Regions from separate parts of the Podarcis muralis genome. Here region 2 is linked to region 1. A link is a contact called in public Hi-C data. All regions are on one chromosome and are shown on one strand. The core of a region is the stretch at or near the end of the contact, and the rest is flanking DNA. Distances in the headings are between cores, read along the strand shown. Region 1 holds the start of RPL10 (ribosomal protein L10). Region 2 holds the start of ABCD1 (ATP binding cassette subfamily D member 1).

Region 1 (5,024 bases), core at 2,496-4,995:
TCTGATGATCAGGAGAGCTTAAAAACAACAAGGGCATAGATTCTTTGTTCAAAGTGAAGAATGAAACCCTGAGAGTCCTAGATCCCAGCCAGGTAACACCAGCTGCTCTATTCTAACCAGCAGACCACCCCATTCTCACCTCATTCTTTTAGCTTGCTACACTACATTCAACCAGCACTAAGGATTGTCATGATATTCTCAATTGCCTTGAATTTTAGCCACTCTGACCTTTGGTTTCCAGTGATAAATATAGACACTAGTATTCCCAACTCTAGCTTATCAAACCCCATTCAGGAGACAGTTTCCAAAACCAAATTGAAGAAAGGTTTAAGCCCACTATTTCCAACTTGGGAGAGGAGGCTAAAGAACAACTTAGGACTAATGGTCCATATATTCTAGCTCAGTAGTGTCAGTCTTAGCAACCACCCTTTGCCAGTTACCATCCAGCTTGGGACATTTGCAGCATGGTGAATACTTGATAATTGGAATAGGAGACTTAAACCCATTGGCTGTAACTCCAAGTTTAAAACTGAAATGGTAGGAAAACTACTTACAATAGTTTGTTGCTGTAGCCAGTGTATCAGGAACAGATATTGGGAAGATGGGAAAGGAAGAAAAAAGAACAGGAATTTCACAGGCAGCAGTGTAAAAAAACATTTATTGTTAACCAAACATTTGCCAAGATCCTTCATCTAGCATTTTAACCAGCAGAGTGCTTTACAATCTCTTAGGTCCTTAGATCCATTATAGTATTGCGATTTACAGAGTGTGACTTCCTCTGTGTGCTGCAATAGTCAAAGATTTCTTTCATTTTTAAACAAATATGACCAGGATTCTAATCCGCACGGACACCAGCTTCAGTGAACAGGGAAGCCAGAGTGTATTAAGGACTACAAGACCAAACTTCCAAGGGTCCAGAAAGTATATCTGGTGCCTCTGAAATGTTATCCACAGATCTTTTTAATTTTTCCATGTATTTTGGAAAGTTAGTTGCTTGCTATGCATTTGGATACCTCTTCAAGATATCATAACCAAATTTTGCACAACAGTTTGTGAATCAAGGAGCAGATTTTCATCTATGTTGGGATAAAATTGGATGCCATTTTGAATCAAGATAATAGCCTCAACCTTTGAAAACTGCACTGATTTTAACCACTGATTTTAAAAGGTACAAGACTGTTATTACCTTGTAATTTCCCTACACAGTTAATAAGTCAGAATTATTACTCCAATTGAACAAAGAGAAGACATGGAAAAGGCAGGTCAACATGGCAGAGCCCATTAGAACATCTTCCTCCAAGAGGAGAAACTGTCCTAGATTGCAACATTTTGTTTGCATACCAGATTTGATCCCAACTCCTCGGGTGCCCAATCAGTAAAGAGATTAGAAACAGGTGTCACATCAGGACTATTTACATTCCCCATCTGTCCATAGACAGCGGTCAGTGAATTTGTGGGGGAAATAATGTACAACAGAAGACAAGAGTGCCTCCCCTAACATCTCTCTGTGACAAAGGATGGCAAGCACAAGCAATACAAACCGAGGCCACATTCCTGCGACTGCCATCTGTCAGAGCCTGCACCTGTGAGGGAGAGAGAAAAACAGTATAGGCTAAGGAAGGTGATTTGGGGAATCCAGAAATAAAGGATTCTTACAAGACAGGAATGAAACACTAGGTGTCTGCCTGACTCTGTGAAATTACAGGTTTGGGCGAGATCTTTCATTTATTCCCCTTTGCCAGAAGCTAGAGCTGGATATTTGCTCTGTCAAAGCGTTCTTGCTCAACTGTCCCATCAAATATGATCAAGTATTTACTGCTAATGAAGGGTTCAAATCCACATTCAGCCATGACGCTCACTGGGTGACTGTGGGCCAGCCTCTCAACCTCTCACAGGGCTGCTGTTGTGAGGATAAATGGGGAGCAGCAGGAAAAGTGTGAACCACCTTGAGCTCTCTGGATGAAAGGTGGGAGATAAATGCAATTAATAAATAAGTCTGTAGGAAAGCAATGGGTGGCAGTTATTCCAGACTCATTACTATAGAGGTTACTAATCATCATCATCATCATCTCCTCGTGCAAACGGGGCTGTTTCCTTTCCTTTAATTTCCTTGGTTGTGCTTTTAGCCCTTTAATTCTCCTCTCCTAGTCTCATATCTATCGCCCAATCAAAATTATCTGCTACGCAACGAGTCCCAAAGGAAGCGCCCAATAAAAAAACCTTTCCATAAGAGGCCAGCCAATGCGAAAGCACCATTCTCCTTTTGTCCCACCCGCCGTCTGCCTCCTTAACCAATCGGAAACATGGCAACGGTTGCCGCAGCCCGCCCACCCACTCCCCTGAGAGGAAACCAAGAAGCGGCGCCGGTTTCTCTTCACCTCCGGACAAGGTCATTGTCCACAACCGCAGTCGAAACCGTCGTCTTACCGAGCGGGACGCCAACAAGGCTGGCCTCCACAGCTGCCTGCCAGTGTACAAAACTGCCGAAGCCGCCATCCTTCAATCTTCTGAGGGGGGCGAATTAAGAGGAGTCTTATCCAGATACCGCGAGACCTGTGACGAAATCCCGTAAGAAACCGCGTCTTCCCGCACAAGCGGCGGGAGGAGCGCATGCGCAGTAAAGTTGCTTTAGCCTGTCTCTTCCGACAGAGCTTGAGATCCTTATAATTCCCGGTGGATATTCTCCGGGATTCCTAGCATTCTCATTCGTACTTTGCAACCGTAAATAACTCACAGCTGCCATTTTATTAGTTATTAACCCAGCAGGTCGTAATGTCCAAAGAAAGCAGGGCTCACAGTAGGCGCCAAACGAATAGAAATTCGTTTAATTATTCTGCTCTTCGTTTAGTGTTGCTTTTGCTTATGATTTCAGCTGAATGCAACGAGAGCTGCAATGCATCCTTAGTTAGAGTAGAACTGTGCAAGCAAGGACGTCTTAATAAAATTGCTCCTCGTTTCGGGGTTGAAGACTATACGGAAAGCCAGCAAGTTAAATGATACATACTGGACTTCAATGTGAATTAAGTCTTTGTTTTCTTTTTCTGTAAACTTTCGACAAAATTGCTTATTACAGCCACATTAATAAAACAACTATTACTCTGTTTCCCAAGCTGATTTTTTGAAGAATTCATTGAACTGGTTTACCTCATTATTACGGTACTGCAAAATATGTTTAGCATTTTACACCCCCGGTGACCCATTTTTTTGTCACTCATGTACATGTACGCGGCTTCACTCCATGTTTTATTATTTATGTGTACAAAGATAACAAAAATAGTATACAGTAGATAAAGATATATAGATGTATAAAAAGAACAACTATGTTACTGTATTTCGAAGTGCCAAGTAAGAGCGGAGGTCGATAGAGGCATTGCAGCTCCTTCCCGTGAATAAAAACCTTGAAAACTAGCACCACCTAACTCAAAAGCCACGGGCAATTCCACACGTTATACAGTTCAAAATACTGAGGCTATTATAACGTTCAGCACTGACACGAGGGTTGTTGTTGTTTTTAAGATCTCCCATCTAAAACTGCACGGGCACCTCCTTCGCCCTTCTATCCCTCAGTTAAAGGCTTAAACGTCCACTCAAATGGAGTCAGAATCAACCCGGAAGCTAACGTGTCGCGCCGACCTTCCGGATACGTTAAGCTTCCGCTGCTTCCGGTCCAGACAAGCCCCAACCTCTGTGTCCGCGGCCGTCCTAGAGCGGCAGCGTTGATAAGCAGGGCGCAGGCGCGCTCCCCGCTCTCTTTCCGCTCGGCGAGGTGAGTACGCGGGTGAGGCGGCTGCGGCGCGGCTTGGGCCTGAGAGCGAGAAGCAGGCCCCGCGCTCGGCCCGCTTCCCTTGGCGGCCCCGGACTGACTCTCTCTCTCTCTCTCTTTGCCTCTCAGACCTGCAGCCATGGGCCGCCGACCCGCGCGCTGGTGAGTTGGGCCGCCCGGAGGACGGGCAAGGCCGGGAGGAGGCCGCGTGGCCGCTCCGTCAGGGGGAGGACGCGGCGAGGCGGCTCTGCCAGGAACGGGAGAGGCCGAAAGGGGTCTCTCCTGGCAGCCGCATCTCCCGCTTTCCTCTTCTGGCGGGGGCCGCCATCGGGGAGGACGAGGGTGGGCGACCGAAACGGGCCCCGCCTCGGGGGCTCTGGGCTTTCACGGCTTGCTTGTGGCCCGTGGACCCTTCTGCGTTGCCGCCTGTGGTGGTTCTTAGCAGCAAGGTTGCCTTCCTGGGATGGCTATTAGACCCCAAACACCCACCCCGTACACACACACACACACACACACACACACACCGTGAGTTTAGCATAAAAACATGAGATTTCTGCCAGATTTGATCAAGGGGCTGCCCGCCTCATTTTGCATCCTGCCTCCTAGCAGCTGCCAGTTGTATGCATGCATCAGAAACCCTTAAGCGGGACACGAAGGCTGAAGCCTCCCCGTGTTCTTTGTCCCTAATATCCATAATGTTAGTGGTTTGGGTGGTAGTCACTGCTAGTTGTACTCAGAGTAAGCCCACTGAAGCAAGCAGGTATGACTAACAGGTTCACTAATTTCAGTGGATGCGCTCCTGAGTAGGATGTAGTTGAGTACAGTATGATACTAATATGTGTGAGAGTCTTCAGAGTGCTTCACATAAATATTCTTTATTTTATTCTTACAACACTAAGCATTAGATACTAAGCTTAGAGAGTTGAGACTGAAAGTGGCTTTGCCTGAGACCACATAATGGCCTGGTTCAGACTTTCATTCAAAGCCTCATAAACTTTTATGAAGCCAGGTACTAGCCATTCTATCACACACCACCCCCAGCAGGCCAGCATAAATCCAGATTTCCTGGTTGTGTCTTAACACAAGCCAAGATTTTTGCATAGAAACTGATGAGGAATAGGAGACATACTTCTCACAAGTGCCCATTCCAAGCTTCAAAAGCCATGGCTTGTTGAGCCGAAAGCGATTGTCCAAACCATGGTGTAACTTTGAGGTAAACATTGCTGCAGAAATTACTATTGATCTCGGGATGGGAGCCAGA
Region 2 (5,106 bases), core at 1,239-3,738, 140 kb before region 1:
AGTCAAACAGACTTTGCAAGCATCACGGCCAAAGGAGCAGACTGATCACCAAGGACATACCAGCTCTCCTCCAGTCACCATGGCTAGCTCAGTTTAGCAGCAAGCCTGAAAGGAATGTTTTATTGGATCCTAATGTGGCTGTTATTGTGAAACTTGTCATGGGGTCCTTGCTCATAGTAGCATTCTTGCTTCCTAGCCTTTGGTTATATAAGGATGCGATGTAAGCATGACATCAACAAATAATTGCTTTCTGAAATATATACATGCCATGAAGTCAAGGAAACCCTTTGAGTTATTGTGAAATCCCAGGCAGTTGTTTTGTAAAGAATGCAAACTGGAAGATCTTGAGGCTTAATCACAAACCTTGGGATGGGTTTCATCCATGGGCATCCTGCATGCAGCTGGTGGGAAAACTTCAGGACTTTGCTGACATTGGGGTTTTGAGGACTTCAGCTCCTTCCTCTAAAAGAACTATGACCTTTAGCTCCTTCAGATTAAAAAGACATTTGAGGGGTAAATTAAAGAACCCGCAGTGATAACAATCAGGACAGAGTCTAATGTTTATCTCTATGGTGCCAGCTCTGAACTTTGTACACCTACTCACACTAGCAGTTTTTTAAGCTTTTGGATTGTCTATTTGTTATAGAAACTCTAACATACTGAGCAGAGTATAGTTTAAAGATAAAGGTAAAGGACCTCTGACAGTTAAGTCCGGTCGCAAACAACTCTGGGGTTGCGGCGCTCATCTCGTTTTACTGGTCAAGGGAGCTGACGTTTGTCTGCAGACAGTTTTTCCGGGTCATGTGGCCAGCATAGCTAAGCTGCTTCTGGCAAAACCGGAGCAGCGCACAGAAACGCCAATTGCCTTCCCGTCAGAGTGGTACCTATTTATCTACTTGCACTTTGACGTGCTTCTGAACTGCTAGGTTGGCAGGAGGTGGGACCGAGCAACAGGAGCTCACCCTGTCACGGGGATTCGAACTGCCAGCCTTCCGATCAGCAAGCCCTAGGCTCAGTGGTTTAGACCACAGCGCCACCTCAGAGTATAGTTTAGGAACTCACAAAGACATAAAGTATTGGTGTGTTCAAACTTGAGTAGGGGTGGATTACTGAGCTAGCAAAATAATCTAATCCTCTCCTCATACATAAGCATACTCACCATGTCCATTATCTCTTGAGCTCACGAAACCATTGATGCTGCCAAAACATTTCCCCTCAATATGCACCCATAACTGTGCATCTTCTAGGGCATGAAAGGAAGTGAAATTCCATTTTGTTGGAAGCTGCTCCCTGCGCTTGAAATGGTACCCCAGTAACTGCCTAGAACAATCTGCCCAAACTGGTGCTTTCCATATATTTTAGACTACAACTCCAAAACACTGGAACTTGGTTGACCTATGACCACAGACGATGGGAGCTGGTGGTCTGGAGGGTTGCCACAGGTTGCCCATCCCTACTCTAGATGGTGTTGGACTACAAGTCTCATTATCTCTTACCATTGGCCATGCTGGCTGGGGCTGATGGAAATTAAAAGTCCAACAACATCTGGAACCCACAACAGAAAGACTTTTTGATATGATCTAACAACGCTACGCAATGCAATTTCCATTCTCCCACACACCATGATTGCTGTGCTCCGCCTCAGTGCTGGAGGCGCAATGCTTCTGAGTACCACTTGCTGAAACCTGGAGGAGAGGTGAGTGCTCTTGTGCTCGGATCCCGCTTGTGGGTAGGCATCTGGTTGGCCAGTGAGAACAAGATGCCAGACTAGATGGGCCATTGGTCCTGAACCAGGAGGGCTCGTGTCTCTTTCATACACACACCCCACATCCAACAGGACACAGAATTTGCTTTAAAATATATTCTATATGTTATTGGTTTTTCAAAATAACAAAACCGACATCCAACAGCACCCCCTTCTCACCCTACCCTCCAAACAGATTCCTGATGGCAAAAATATTTTCTTAACCTCGTGTGTTACATCAGGTTTTATTGTCAAACCTTTAAAGTCATCTACATTCATGCACTTATTATTAATTAAGCACGCAGTAACTGTGTTCTCTCGGGGAGTTGCAAGCAGTGAACATGCTCCTCCTCGGCGTCTTCTAATTAGAAAATAAATCATCCGTTGTTTTTTTAGAAGCCACAGCTCCATTGCTTGCAATGATGGATGCGGCAGATCAACCAACCCCAAAATAATGGGTTAAAAAACCCAAAAACGTCTGGATTTAAGACGAACGCCTGGACACATCCTGTATTTACTGGGTGCGATTGGTGCAGTGGACTCTAGCGGGGTCTAAAACCTCCGAATTCGAGCGATTTAAAGGAAGAGCAAAAGCGAGCGAGAGAAAGAGCTAAACACGCGCGCGACTCTTCCAGGCGCCACCTAGCGGCTGCCTCGAGGAGCGCCCGTCTGTCGCCGTCCTCTCTATGGTGCCCCGAGGCTTTCTCTATGGTTCTAAGGGATGGCCATGGCTCAGTCCCCTCCCACCTAGTCAGGCTGAGGGCTGGGCATTGTGGGGTGAGAGCGGACTCTGGCTGAAGAGCCAGCCCTGCCACAGCCAGGCAGAGAGCAGAGCACCCGAGCTGGAGGAGGAGGAGAAGGAGTGGTGGGGGGGCAGAGAGGAAGCCAGGACCAAGGGGCAGTACCCCCCACCCCACCCTAAGGGACACCATGCCAGTTGCCACAGCCAAAGTGGCAGCCAGGTTGGCCCAGGGGGTCACGGCGAAAAGAGCGGCGGTGGCACTGCTGGTGGCGGCGTATGGAGCCAAGAAGTTGTACCCAGTCCTGCGGCGACAGTGGGCTTCCTCTGACCTCCAAGTGAATGCCAACTCAGCAGGGCACCACAGTGCTGAAGAGCCAGCCTCCAAGTGGGGGGCAGCCGATGAGGTGGCAGCATCTCCACCCGGGGTGAACAGGGTGTTTTTCTTCCGCCTGCTGCGCCTGCTGAGGTTGCTGTTCCCTGGGCCACTGTGCCGTGAAACGGGGCTCCTGGCCTTGCACTCGGCCGCCCTAGCCAGCCGCACCTTCCTCTCGGTCTACGTGGCCCAGCTGGACGGGCGCCTGGCCCGCTGCATCGTCCGCAAGAACCCGCATGACTTTACGTGGCAGCTTCTTCAGTGGCTGCTCATTGCCCTGCCTGCCACATTTGTCAACAGTGCCATTCGATACCTAGAAGGGCAGCTGAGCCTGGCCTTCCGCGGACGTTTAGCGGACCATGCCTATCGGCTCTACTTTGAGGGCCAGACCTACTACCGCGTCAGCAACATGGACGGACGCCTGCGCAACCCGGACCAGTCTCTCACGGAAGATCTGGTGGCCTTCGCCAACTCCGTGGCTCACCTCTACTCGAACCTGACCAAGCCGGTGCTGGATGTGATTGTCACTTCCTATACCCTGCTCAGCTCGGCCAGATCGAAAGGAGCCGACACAGCCTGGCCCTCGGTCATTGCCGGCCTGGTGGTCTGCATCACTGCCAAGGTGCTGCGTGCCTGTTCGCCAAAGTTTGGCCAGCTGGTGGCTGAAGAGGCACGTCGGAAAGGGGAGCTGCGCTACATGCATTCCCGGGTGGTCGCCAACTCGGAAGAGATTGCTTTCTATGGGGGCCATAAGGTAAAGCAAGTGGGCAACGTGCCATGGTTCTCTGGGAGGAAAGCAGGGATCAGCTGATAGGAGGATTACTGGAAGCCAGGACTCCTGGGTTTCCGGACAGGGAATTATAGTGTAGTAGAACTGGAGAAACAGAGAAGGGTAGTTTACCACCAGCCTCTTTTGTTATATGTCTTTCCACTTTCTCTTCTTCCCCTGAGCTCCAAAACGGAGGCAGCTGACCCTGCCAGGCCCTGGGCCGGTGGAAGTGAAGTTGGCTTTATAGAGAGACAAGCTAGAGCTGAAACCAGCACCCTTGTTTACTTCCTTTTCTTTGTAGTCTTCTTCCTTGAATTTGTCCGAGGGCAAGGCTGAGGCCCTGACCTGAATTTATCCAGCTTCAAATCTGTCCATGTTCAGTAATCCTCCACCAGTCTAAATTTCCATAGAAACCTTTCTTGGTTTCTATTGCTCATGCTTGACTTCTGCCTCAACCGTCAAAACAGCCCCAGGCGTTTCCAAGTGTGGCACTTAAGGATTCCTGCACTGCCTAGCGGAGGCGATTGGATGGCAGTTGCAGTGTGTTTATCAGACACCATTTCTGATCCCCAGATTTGGAAAAGCAATGGATCAGATAACATATAACAGTAACAGATGAGAGCTGGGAATCAGGGGATCTAGGCTCTTCCTGTTTTCTGAATCATCGTGAGGGTGGGGGGCGGGGGGGGGGGGAATGCTCTTATACTGAGGGCGATGGTGACCGAAGTTAATCGTCATTTTTATCACATGTACACTGCAGTCGCCCCTCTCCATTCCAGCCCAGCTGTGTCAGGAACATTCCAAGGCCGAAAACTCTCCTACCTTTGGCATCCTGCCCAAATTAAGGGTAATTGTAGGTCACATTCGCACACAGAAATACAGCAACGGGACCAGCCTTTGTGCTTAAACATTTATTAGAACCATGCAGATTTGTGCACACATGCACACACCTCAGACAAAAAGTCTATAGCAGCAGTTGCCCTTTAGAAAAAAGGAGTATGACCAGTATTAGTCATGATGACATTTGAATTGTGTCACCACTTGTGATGTTTAAGACAATTATCTCTGAATGTTCAGGGTTTTCTTAGGGCTATTGGATGCATTTGTGCTGTGCCTCCAGCTGCCCCCTCCTCCACTAGTCTACCTACCTGTGGCTCTTCAGCATAAGATGGCCTCCCACCAGTCTTGCACAGCAGATTGGAAGGGTGGAGGACACAGCATAGGACAAAAATACTACTCCCCATATGAAAGCCATTGTCAGAATAGCAGGACTGTGACTCAAAAACAGCAGCCACCCCATCCCCATCTCTTTGAGACAAGATCTGCTAGTTGTCACCTCAATGGCTTTAGTAAGTGGAGAACAGGAAATGCTGACCTTCCTGCCTTGGTACTCATTAACTTTGCCCTCCCTATTAAAGTTGTGGGATTGGTGCAGGATTATCTCATACCCCTGTGCACCTCCTGTATTTTTTCAGGGT

What was found. Hi-C and Micro-C count contacts between places; a contact is called where the count stands out from the background.
Region 2: a contact with region 1 is called in a Hi-C map of blood, with 4 times the contacts expected there. The contact joins the promoter of ABCD1 here to the promoter of RPL10 in region 1. A contact is called at or near these places in 2 of 3 Hi-C or Micro-C datasets (blood and tail).

Annotation. Positions count from the first base shown.
Region 1 is chr17:38,065,644-38,070,667 of rPodMur119.hap1.1, reverse strand. It overlaps RPL10 (ribosomal protein L10), which reads left to right and starts at 3,745. Exons shown (of 7, transcript XM_028711743.2): 1 at 3,745-3,766; 2 at 3,893-3,925. The coding sequence starts at 3,903. It overlaps IDH3G (isocitrate dehydrogenase (NAD(+)) 3 non-catalytic subunit gamma), which reads right to left and starts at 2,583. Exons shown (of 14, transcript XM_028711728.2): 1 at 2,428-2,583; 2 at 1,542-1,583; 3 at 555-566. The coding sequence starts at 2,496. LOC114587473 (a long non-coding RNA gene) reads left to right here and starts at 2,445. Exons shown (of 2, transcript XR_003704294.2): 1 at 2,445-2,568; 2 at 2,873-3,109.
Region 2 is chr17:38,201,736-38,206,841 of rPodMur119.hap1.1, reverse strand. ABCD1 (ATP binding cassette subfamily D member 1) reads left to right here and starts at 2,488. Exons shown (of 10, transcript XM_028711684.2): 1 at 2,488-3,613. The coding sequence starts at 2,675.